Linked DNA regions of Sus scrofa: region 2 is linked to region 1. The links are chromatin contacts, called in public HiChIP or PLAC-seq maps. All regions are on one chromosome and are shown on one strand. The core of a region is the stretch at or near the end of the contact, and the rest is flanking DNA. Distances in the headings are between cores, read along the strand shown. Region 1 overlaps LPP (lipoma-preferred partner). Region 2 has its middle 20 kb from the start of LPP.

Region 1 (5,806 bases), core at 2,279-4,778:
TTATATTTTGTGGAAAATATCTAGGACAAAGGGAGAAATGCGTTGGCAACTGTCACATATTACATCACCCAGCATTCTGTGGGTCCATTTCTCTTAGACACAAACAGCTTTTCTATAAGCATGTGTTAGTGACATGGTGCTGTCTTGTGGAGCCTCACACACAATCAACTGTTTCTAATTTTTAAAACAGGACTCTGAAGACTTTCATTAGTTCGACATCAAGTTTTCTTATACTTCCCAAAGTTTTCCAGAATCCTTTCTAATGTCAATTAAACACAGTCAATGGTGGACTAATGAGACCTATTCAGTAGCGATTCATAATTTACTGCACTTGCCCTGTTCCTTATAGGGCTTTTTTTTCTCCTACCACAATCATACCTCATTATTGTTGCTTCATGACTACTTTCTGGTCTAAATTTTGTCATTGGTATTTGGGTAAGAAAAAAACTTTTCCATATAACCTAAAGAACCTTTTTCTTTTAAAAATGTTAAGTCAAAATGTTCCTAACCTAGAAATACTACAGTCATATTAAAATGATTAAGCTCAACAACAATAAAAATAACAAGATTTTCTTTTTTTTTTCTTCTGGTTTAAAAGGTATTCCATTTTGTTATGAAAAACTTAGACAAGCCACTTCTGCAGATAGCAGTGACCCTGCTCTTCTTAAAAGCAGAATATAAAAGCTCTCTTCAACTCATCCTACCTCAAAGAGACCCCTTCCAAAAAATTATAGTCTTTTATCACAAGATGCAGTGCATGACAGCATTTGGAGATGGGTGAAAAAACTGTAAGAGTGTTATCTAATAATGCTGCTCTTTATGTAGATTTATATATGTATATAAATATACAGATATGTGCTTGTGTGTGTGTTTTCATATATTTCACACACATTTAATGAAGGAACAGAAATAATCTTGGCAATTCAGATATAAAACAAGTGCATTTACATGTTCTCTACTTTTTCCCCTATAAAATACCATAAAAATACAGAGCAGAACAAGTTTTCGATTGTAAATGGTTTGGACATTTTCAACTAAGAATTTTAAAACTTGGGTTTGTAGCCCAAGGGCAAAAGCAGTACGTGTATCCAAACTTTAGGACTGAAAGAAGAATGCCAAGTCATCTAGGCTGGTCCATCTAGTTAGAGAAGGGGCCATTTCTCTGTCCACTGGGGACTGTGCTGTCAGAGTTGTGAGAGAATCCTCTCTGGATTCCACTCCCAGGCACCATCCATTCAGCTGCCAAAGGAATGGCACACACTCAGAAGGCAGTCTTCAAAACACAAGGAGAGGAGGAAGAAAAAAAGAGAAAATATCCTGGCTTACCCTAACATAAAATGGTGAGCCTTCAGAGAAGTAAAATTGTAAAGCAATGAGGGTCAAACCAGTGCATTTTTTTTAAACATATATAATGATTTTTATTTTTTTCCATTATAGCTGGTTTACAGTGTTCTGTCAATTTTCCACTGTACAGCATGGTGACCCAGTTACACATACATGTATACATGCTTTTTTCTCACATTATCATTCTCCATCACAAGTGAGCAGACAAAGTTCCCAGTGCTACACCAAAGGAGCTCATTGCTAATCCATTCCAAATGCAATAGTCTGCATCTATTAACCCCAAGCATGCCATCCATTCCACTCCCTCGCCCTCCCCCTTGGCAACCACAAGTGTATTCTCCAAGTCCATCATTTTCTTTTTGGTGGAAAGGTTCATTTGTGCCATATATTAGATTCCAGATATAAGTGATATCATATAGTATCTGTCTTTCCCTTTCTGACTTACGTCATTCAGTGTGAGAGTCTCTAGTTCCATCCATGTTGCTGCAAATGGCACGATTTTGTATTTTTTATGGCTGAGTAGTATTGCATTGTGTATATATACCACAATTTCCTAACCCATTCATCTGTCAATGGACATTTAGGTTGTTTCCAAGTCTTAGCTATTGTGAATAGTGCTGCAATGAACATACGGGTGCATGTGTCTTTTTCAAGGAAAGTTTTGTCTGGATATAGGCCCAAGAGTAGGACTGCTGGGTCATATGGTAGTTCTATGTATAGTTTTCTAAGGTACCTCCATACTGCATTTTAACAACCCATACGAACTTGTTATTTAAAAAAAAAAAAAAGGCATAAAAATGCTAACGGCAACAACTTTAATGAACTTCTAACATGTTATTTTACCTTCTTGAGGACTCTGAATTCTCTAAATGAGTCACTGGTTCTCTACCAAATTACAAAAATGTTGAGTTATGCCATGGGATTTATATATTTATTTGTTCCTTTAGGTTGCCAGTTGAAATGTGAGGTTCCTGGAGAAATGTTCAAAGGACATGCTTATTTGCCAGAACTCAGGGGAAAAGCTTTATATCTCAAAGCATTTTTTTGTAAATAAAACAGGAAAACATATTTTCTAAACTCTTAAGGCAAAGATGTTTCATTTCCGTTATACCAAACAACTTTTGTTCAAATTGTTAAAACTTGTAGAAATGCTACATGAGTGGAATTTTTCAGAGAGGGAGAAAATTATATCACAGAAGGAACAAAGACCATCTTCACCAGTTTCAATGTTCAAAAAAGAAGCTGGTTGAAGAAATCTGGATTTGAGAAGTAAGATGGTGCGTAACGTATTAAAAAGTAAGACCCAGATATAGAAATATGAAAGGGAAAAAAAGTGAGGGAACAGGATGTAAAAATGAATAATTTAGATATAAAACATAAGGCATGAACCATGCCAATAAATAGACATAATTTAAATAGAAAATGTCCTGTGATTGTTTTAAGCCACGAACAAATTCACACAGACGCAAAAAAGACCAAAAGTAAAAAACAACATCTAAATCTATTTTTTCCTGGTCTAAAACTGGAAATAGGAGCTACTTTTTAAAGAAAAAAAATCCCTCATTTAATTCTTGTTCTTATCAGAGAACCTTTTTGTCAGTTTTAACAGCAGATTAATCACTTTCACAACCTACGGAAAAAGTTTTCTGGAAAGCATAACAGCCTGCAAGTGTAAATGACAGTATTACTTTTCCTGCAGCTCAGCCGCCTACAAATTCTCTCTCATCCATGACTCAGCATGAGGTAAAAGGAGCTAATGAAAAGGGCCACATTTTCTTTTAAAATTTGTGAACTTTCTTTCAGCATGTAGAACTGCTAAAAAAAAAAAAAAAAAAAAAAAAAAAAAAAAAAAAAAACCTCCCAAAAGCTAGATAGAAAAGTAAAGAGGCTCTCCATGAAAGCTTGTCAGTTACATACCTAGAACTAGAAACTTCCTTCCAAGTAATGTTAAAAGTAGATATGTTGGTTGCTGTTTTCTCCCACAACCCATCCAAGGCCTAACATTACAACCTATTGGGAACCAGTGTATGCACATTTCTATATTACATTTATAGGATTGTAGGGGGGTGATAAAATGTTGCTTTGCTGAAACCAAGATTTCAAAAGGAAAGACAGAAAACACAGAACTTTGTGGTCAAGACAGGGACTTGTCCTGGGGCTTTCCCTCCTAGCAAAATACCACTTGATTTGATTGTGTAAACAACTCTCTAGAAGCAGTCAGGTTCCTGCAGAGCCATCACAGAGGTAGGGTAATGATTTTTTATGGTATGTTTTTTTCACCCTCAGAAGGAACAATGTGATCACTTTGTTGGAAACATAAGTAAATTAGGGAAACCATCTTATTTATAAGCATTCATCAAATATTTACTGAGTGCTCAGTCTTTGTGAGACACTGCTAAGCACTGGGCAGCAGGGACAGGAAGCTTAACCGTAAGAACAGCATCTCTCTCTTTCTCAGGAGGTCAGTGTCTTCAGGGAATTTACAGCATGTGATCAAGTGGGAGGAGGAGGCTGGGACTAAATGAGCATTTACAGGGAAGGGTGCAAAGTATGGGGATTGGGAAATTCAAGGTAAATGATATAGGAGCACTGTTTAACAAGGGTATCTAAACTACATAAGAGCAGAAAAAGCTGCTGAACAATTTCTCAAGGGAAATGACATCTATGCTGAGACAAGGCAGCAGAGGGCTGGGGCCATGGATAGTGGTCCTGGTAGAGAAAATAGCATATGACTGTCCAGTAGCAGCTCAATACCGTTGGGGACCTGACAGAAGCCCAGTGTAGTTTCATAGAGCATAAGAAGGGCAGTAGTAAAAGAAGTCAAAAGGGCATATAACATCTTTTAAAAAGGGGGGGGGAATGGAGAAAAAGAAGTGCTTTACTAGTCCTAGTTTACATATGAGAGCAAAGCAAAAATGGTTACTTGTCCAGAATCACATAACAATGAGATTCAAAGTGAGATTCAAATCCATTTCTAATTGATTTCAAGGTCTGTTTACTTAATCATTCTGTTATACTACTGAGCTAAAAAACTAAGGTGTTAGGGAAATACTACAGTGAGATTTGCATTTTAGGAACAGATTGGGTGGCAGAAAAGGGGCTACCAAGAAACCAGTTAGGAGCGTTTTACCAACACCATACAAATATGGTACATGTGAAATCTGTTGAAGGCAGCGGAGATGGGAAGAAGCAGAAAGGTCTGTGAAATATTTGAGAGGTAAAATCGACAATAAGGGAAAGACAGGAGTGTAGACTTCTGGCTTAGGAATCTGGTTGGATGGTGACACCATTCAATTTAACAACACAGAAGGTAGAAAGAATTCTGGAGAGAAGTTGATGAATTTATTTTAGACATGTTGAGACTAAATCTTGTGTGATATATGCAAATGCACCAGGCTAATAAGCACTTAGAAAGGTCTGGATGTGAAGTGCAAGAAAGCTTGCTGAAACAGATCTACATAACAACATTACAACACAGGTAACTGAGGCCACAGAAGTGAGAGTCTCCAAATCAAGTATGGGAAGAATAACAATAACAGACTCTAGGAAAGACACCCCACACCCCTGACCCCCATCGCCACCACTACCAAAGAAACCAACATCCAAGGGAAGGCAGAACAAGAGGAGCTAAACAGATCCCTATATGGGGACTTGTTCAGAAAATTAGAAAGAAAACCAAGAGAGCATGAAAGACCTAGAAAAGTTGGCAAAAAGGTGTAAGTGTGCTGCTGGTTTAAACAGGAAAGGTACACAACGTAAAACTCTGGGAAAAGCTTACTGAAAGAGAGTCAATAGAGGCAAGGGTGAGCTGAAATACTGAATCATAGACTATAAGTTTGAAAAGAAGAAATACAATCAAGAGACTGATGGGGAAATAGAAATAAAGATAATAGAAGGCGAAGATGTTAAAAAACAGTAGAGTGGGAGTTGTCTAACCTGGAGCTGAAAACCTACAGGGTTGTATTTTTGTTTTCTTTAGTTTTGTTTTATGATTTTCTGATTAATGAACAGAGCAATGATAAGATCAAAGGTGTAACCCTGGGATTGGTGGCTACAACTGAGTGGAGATAAAAGTCACAGGAGGTAAGAGGTCAAGGGACTGAAAAGCCAGGAAGATGACCTCTGAAACCTTCCAAACAGACTGAAAGTGTAAGTGAGCCAAGCAGAAAAAGACCCATATCTTATTATATCATTTCTATGTTGAATCTACAAAAAAAGAAAAAAAAAGATAAAAATGAAGTTATTTATCAAACAGAAACAGACTCACAGACATAGAAAATAAATATATGGTTACCAAAGGGGAAAGGAGGGGCTGATGTAGATAAATTAGGAGTTGGGGATTAACATATACAAACTATTACATATGAAATAGATAAACAACAAGAACCTACCGCCTAGCACAAGGAACTATACTCAATATCTTGTAATAACCTATAATGGAAGAGAATGTGAAAACAGAATA
Region 2 (5,806 bases), core at 1,849-4,348, 420 kb after region 1:
TAAAAAAAAGTACTGGAGGGAGTTGCAGCAGAAATGAATGTCTTCTATCCATGAGGATGCAGGTTGGATCCCTGGCCTCGCTCAGTGGGTTAAGGATCTGGCATTGCTGAGGCTGTGGGTAGGCAGGCAGCAGTAACTCCCATTCGAACCCTAGCCTGGGAACTTCCAGATGCCGCACCTGTGGCCTTAAAAAGCAATAAATAAATAAATAAATACTGGAAAGAAATAGAGCAAATTGTTAAACAAAATTATTTCTTCTTAAATCTCTATATTTTTCAAGCTTTCTTGAATGAGTAGATTAATATAGATTATAAAAATAAACTTAAAAAAATAAATGTCTTCTGGCATCATGAGACTACGGAAGCCGGGAAGCAAACCATAACTTATTGCGGTATTTTCCCTAAGCCTTCCTTTCCGGCATTTTTCTCTCACCATTTCCCTTCCTGCTCTCTGTTCTATCAAACCCATCTCATGCTTTGCCACCTCAGTGTCTTTGCTAACTGGGAAGTCCACTTCTCTCAGCCTACCAAAAACACCTGTGAGGGCAAATCCTATAATCCTTCAAAGCCGGTTCAGGTGTCATCTTCTCTGCAAAGACTTCTCTCATAGTCAGAACCATTGTTGTTCTGGCCCTCCTTCAACTCCCTGTATGTCTCTTCAAGTCTTTAACATGTTATATCTCACATTATTATGTTATTAGTAGTAATAGTAGTATTAGTGGTAATATTCTAATGCCTTGGCTGTACTATGAGCTCTTCTAGGCCTTTGGGAGTTTTGAAAATACCTTGATTATAATAAGCCTCAATAGGTGATCGTTAAGGGACTAAATCATCATTCGTCCTAGGATTTGAGGTAGGTCCAAAAGATGGTGGAAACACTATGCTCTTTCTTCTCTTTTACTGGCTGTGTAGCATTGCTTTGAATTTGGTTAATATAGCAACCGAGTGCTTTAAGTATCAATAGATTTTTAGGCTTGACAAATAGAAAACCCAAGAAAATACTTAAGTGTTTCTTTTTTAAAAGCACCAAAAGAACATGTTGTATCTTTCTTTATTTGGAACAACTTACTATCTTGCCTTGGGCAACTTGCTTCCTGGGCTCCAGAGGAACCATTTGCTCTAAAATTAGAAGAAATGAGTTTGGATTAAGAGCTCTCTAAGGCCCCTTCCAAATCTAGCCTTCTGTAATCCTAAAAATGATGACAAAGCCAAGTTTGGCTTTTAGGGACTTCAGTTGTTGTGTTCTGAATACTATAATGTCAAAGTACTGTAACTATTAATAATGCTTAATATTTACAAGAATGCGCAGTCTGAATCTTTCTTGATTTGCACATCACCTAGTTTCTGCTATAGTATTCCTTATTTTTTCCAGAGCAACCTAGAGCTAAAGGCTTCACCTCTGATTGTTTGCCTTCTCAAGTGGAGACACACCTTCTGCAGCTACAGCTGTCCCCAAATAACCTTTTGCCTTACTGTCAGTGTATGAGCCCCCATGACTCAGCAGTCCTAGCCTCTGAGAAACTCCATCATCATCATGACAAACCATCAACAATGAAGTTTTCTTGCACTCTAGTTCTGAGTCAGGCAAGTCAGTCTTCGCAATGTGTAGCCCCAGATCCAATTAAGTGACCAATTTTTAATTCATTCCATGTGAATTTTATTGATAATCTGTTAGGGCCATAGTTATGCTGTGTAAACTGGATGATATGAAACGCATAATCTACTAGAACACAAACAGCTAGCATTTATTTCCAATTTTATGGTTTAGGGATGGTTTCCATGTATGTATGTGTCATGTCTTCTGGAATTCATATCAATGACTTTGAGTTGACATTCAAATATGTGGCAGATAAGAAATATCAAAAGGAGTTTCTGTTGTGACTCAGCAGGTTACGAATCCAACCAGTATCCATGAGGATGTGGGTTCCATCCCTGGCCTGGCTCAGTGGGTTAAGGATCCAGCCTTGCCATAAGCTGTGGTGTATGTCACTGACATGGCTTGGATCCTGCATTGCTATTGCTGCAGCTATGTGGCTATGGTGTAGGTCAGTAGCTGCAACTCCAACTCCAATTCAACACCTAGTCTAGGAGCTTCCATATTGTAGGTGAAGCCCAAAAAAGCAAAAAAAAAAAAAAAAAAAAAAAAAAAAGGTGTCAAGAGAGGTCTCCTTCTAACACTTTGCTGTGGCCAACACAGGCCAGAGACCAATCATCAGCACTGCTGCATCCCCAGAGATAGAGACATTCTATTTTCTTCATTCAACCATAGGTGATCCCTCAGTACATCTGTAATATATCTCAACTGCTCAAGTTCAAGTCAAAGTTTTCTTTCTCTAGAAAGTCTTTCTAGATTTCTCCCTCTCCAGCTAAAAATATCTTCCTTTTTTTGAATACCTACAGTGCTTTTGCTATACCTCTTCTATCACATTTTTATTATATTAAAAGCAATTTTATTACATTTTCCTTCCTGTTCATACCTTATATTCTCTACTACTCTGTGAATACCTACTCTAGATCCATTGAACCAGAGTCTGAGGGGTAATTATGATTCGTTTCTGCTGAGACACAACAGGAACTCCCCATTTTTATGTTTTTATAAATTTGACCACTTCTCTCTGAGGCAAATTTCATTTATGGACAGATAATTGTTGCTAGCAAGGAGCAAGCACAGGACATTTCTAAAGACTTCATTGGCTCTACCATGCATGGGTTAAGAGACCTCCAGCAGAGGAAATTTCATGGGTCATTTCCCAGTAACATGTGACAAACTGCAATCCTAAGAGAAGCCTCAGGTTAATGAGGCAAGCAGATGCACAGGCCAGACCTCAAGACACTGTGGGCAGGAGATTAGGCTTTACAGTAGCACCGATGACTGAAGAATTCTGATTTATTTTCACTCTCTCTACAACTTGTATGTATTTTGGATCCCAAACTGCATTTATCATATGTTAGACCTTGTTGAAATATCAAGGAGTAAGAAAATCAATTGTAGTATCTCTAAGCAAAAACTGACATTGGTTAGAGGTGTACTGTGTTTGCAAAGAGAGCTACAATAGTCTCTTTACAATGTTACTTTGCTCTTCCTCCCACAAAGAAGAGGAATTTACTTAGTCACCCTTTGAATCTAGCTGGCCTCATGACTTTGACTGATACAAGAATACAGCAGCCATATATTTTGCAACTTCTTTTTTTTTTTTTTTTTTTTTTTGTCTTTTTGCCTTTTCTAAGACCGCTCCCTCGGCATATGGAGGTTCCCAGGCTAGAGGTCTAATTGGAGCTGTAGCCACCGGCCTATGCCATAGCCATAGCAATGCGGGATCCGAGCTGCGTCTGCAGTCTACACCATAGCTCACAGCAATGCTGGATTGTTAACCCACTGAGCATGGCCGGGGATCGAACCCATGACCTCATGGTTCCTAGTCAGATTTGTTAACCACTGAGCCACAACAGGAACTCCAATGTTTTGCAACTTCTGAGTCTAGGCCTTGGGAAACCTCACAGCTTCTGCTTTTGCCCTCTCTCTCTTTGTATAAAACTCAACTCTATGTGAAAAAGCCTGAGCTAACCTGCTAAACAATGCAGGCACACAGCCTTGCTATAAGCCAGCAGCAATCAGCTCCAAGCAGACTTGCCAATTGACTGGAATTGCATGAGTGTATCCAGGCAAGGTCATCAGAATGACCACACAGCTAAACCCAGCCCGAATCACTGACCACGAGAATTGTGAGCTAATGACTGTTTGAGGTCACTAAGGTTTTGAACGGGCTTATTACATAGCATAGACTAAAGGATACGTATAATGCATAACACTGAAAGAAATAGTAGCCCTTATTTTAGTGAAGATATCTGGACTGTTGACAAGCTCTCTGGGCCTTTCAAAATGGGTCTGAAGAGTTCCCATTGTGGCTCAGCAGATTATGAACCTGACTAGCATCCATGAGGATGCAGGTTCCATCCTTGACCTCACTCAGTGGGTTAAGGATCATGCATTGCCACAAGCTGCAGTGTAGGTCACAGAGGTGGCTGGGATCTGGCGTCGCTGTGGCTGTGGCGTAACCCTAGCCTGGGAACTTCCATATGCCACAGGTGTGGCTCTAAAAAGTAAAAAATTAAAAATGGAAATAAAATAAAATAAAATAAAATGGGTCTGAAATGAAAGTGTCCATTTTAGACTGTGGGCACAAGCTCACCACAGAGAAAAATAATGTAACGGATGGTTCTGAGGAACAGATTTTTAACTGCAGAGGCGCTGGCTTTTTGTGAGGATGAAGTAACTACATACTCAGGATTTACAAAGACTTGGCTTTTCAAAATAATTCATAATGATTTTTACATTTTGAGTCCAGTTCATAGTTTACCAACTACTTTCAGCATCTTTTGTGGTTTGTAATAAAAAGATTCTTTAGTGCTGACTAGAGTCATAAATTCAGGGGTTTTCAAACTTGGTATCACAGACTTAGAAATGACCTGGGGGCCGTCACTCCAACCTTCCCTTTTAACAATGTTTAAATAGGGAAGACCCAATTAAGATATATTTTGAAGGAAGGATTCAGTCCCTACAAATGAGTGCAATGACACTTACATAGCTCATACAGTTCACTCTCAGACAGGAACTAAAGTGAGTTAGTGAACTCCCACTCCCTTCCACACACACGTGAAGTCAGATTTCCAGACTTTTTTTTTTGTTGTTGTTGTTGTTGTTGTTGTTGTTGTTACTATTTCTTGGGCCGCTCCCGCGGCATATGGAGGTTCCCAGGCTAGGGGTTGAATCGGAGCTGTAGCCACCGGCCTACGCCAGAGCCACAGCAACGCGGGATCCGAGCCGCGTCTGCAACCTACACCACAGCTCACGGCAACACCGGATCGTTAACCCACTGAGCAAGGGCAGGGACCGAACCCGCAACCTCATGGTTCCTAGTCGGATTCGTTAACCACTGCGCCACGACGGGAACTCCTCCAGACTTTTTTTTTAACTGCAGAGCCTGCAACTCCATGGTTATCTCCATTTTCCACAGGTGAGAGGTCAAGGCTCAGACACTTGCTTGAGGTCAGGCAGACTGGGCAAGGGTCTAACCTGAGTTTACTGAATCTAAACCCAGACCTTTCACCTCTGCCATGTTTGGAAACTGGTGACTTAAAAGTTGAGTTAAAGCTCAACCACAGAAAAATTATACACTACATGTATATAACTGCCCACTTATGGTCACCGTAAACCAATATTCATGATTACTTTTTAGTGACTGGAAATAGCCTATGTTTTAACATTCTTGTAGAAACCCTTGCACCCAAATGTTAGAAAAGCAATGGTTTTCTTTCTTTGAGAACTCCTAGAAAAGTAATGATCTTGCCCTTGTGACCCCAGAGGTACAGGGATTAGAATCAAAAGAATCAAAAGTTGGAAGTGGCAGGAGGTAGATTGTAGCATATATATATATATAAGCTTTTTTAGGACTGCTCCCACAGCATATGGAGGTTCCCAGGCTGGGGGTCGAATCAGAGCTACAGCTGCCAGCCTACAACCACAGCCACAGCAACGTGGGATCTGAGCCGCATCTATGACCTACACCACAGTTCACGGCAACGCTGGATCCCTAACCCACTGAGCGAGGCCAGAGATCGAACCTACATCCTTATGGATCTTAGTTGGGTTCGTTAACTGCTGAGCCATGAAGGGAACTCCCTTAGCTTATATTTTTTAAAAAGCTTTTTTAAATAAAAAACCTAACCGCCATCGTATAATTAGCACTTCCTTGTCCCTAATATGTCCAGAAATACACAGATGGGACTCCAGGGCTAGTCAGGAGGCT

Evidence for each region. HiChIP or PLAC-seq counts read pairs in DNA pulled down with a chosen protein or histone mark.
Region 2: a contact with region 1 is called in an H3K27ac HiChIP or PLAC-seq map of alveolar macrophages. The contact joins two enhancer-like sites. A contact is called at or near these places in 1 of 47 Hi-C or Micro-C datasets (embryonic fibroblasts) and 1 of 2 datasets of contacts at active chromatin or transcription factors (alveolar macrophages).

What each region holds. Positions count from the first base shown.
Region 1 is chr13:126,175,238-126,181,043 of Sscrofa11.1, reverse strand. All of the region lies in intron 5 of LPP (lipoma-preferred partner), which reads right to left. Among named protein-coding and RNA genes, the nearest start is that of MIR28, 100 kb to the left of the region's middle. Within about 2 kb of position 3,528, at least 6 of the 83 cell types and tissues checked have an H3K27ac peak or open chromatin away from gene starts, as enhancers often do. A contact at or near this core is called in alveolar macrophages, where this site is marked.
Region 2 is chr13:125,758,998-125,764,803 of Sscrofa11.1, reverse strand. No RefSeq gene overlaps it. Among named protein-coding and RNA genes, the nearest start is that of LPP, 20 kb to the left of the region's middle. Within about 2 kb of position 3,098, at least 9 of the 83 cell types and tissues checked have an H3K27ac peak or open chromatin away from gene starts, as enhancers often do. A contact at or near this core is called in alveolar macrophages, where this site is marked.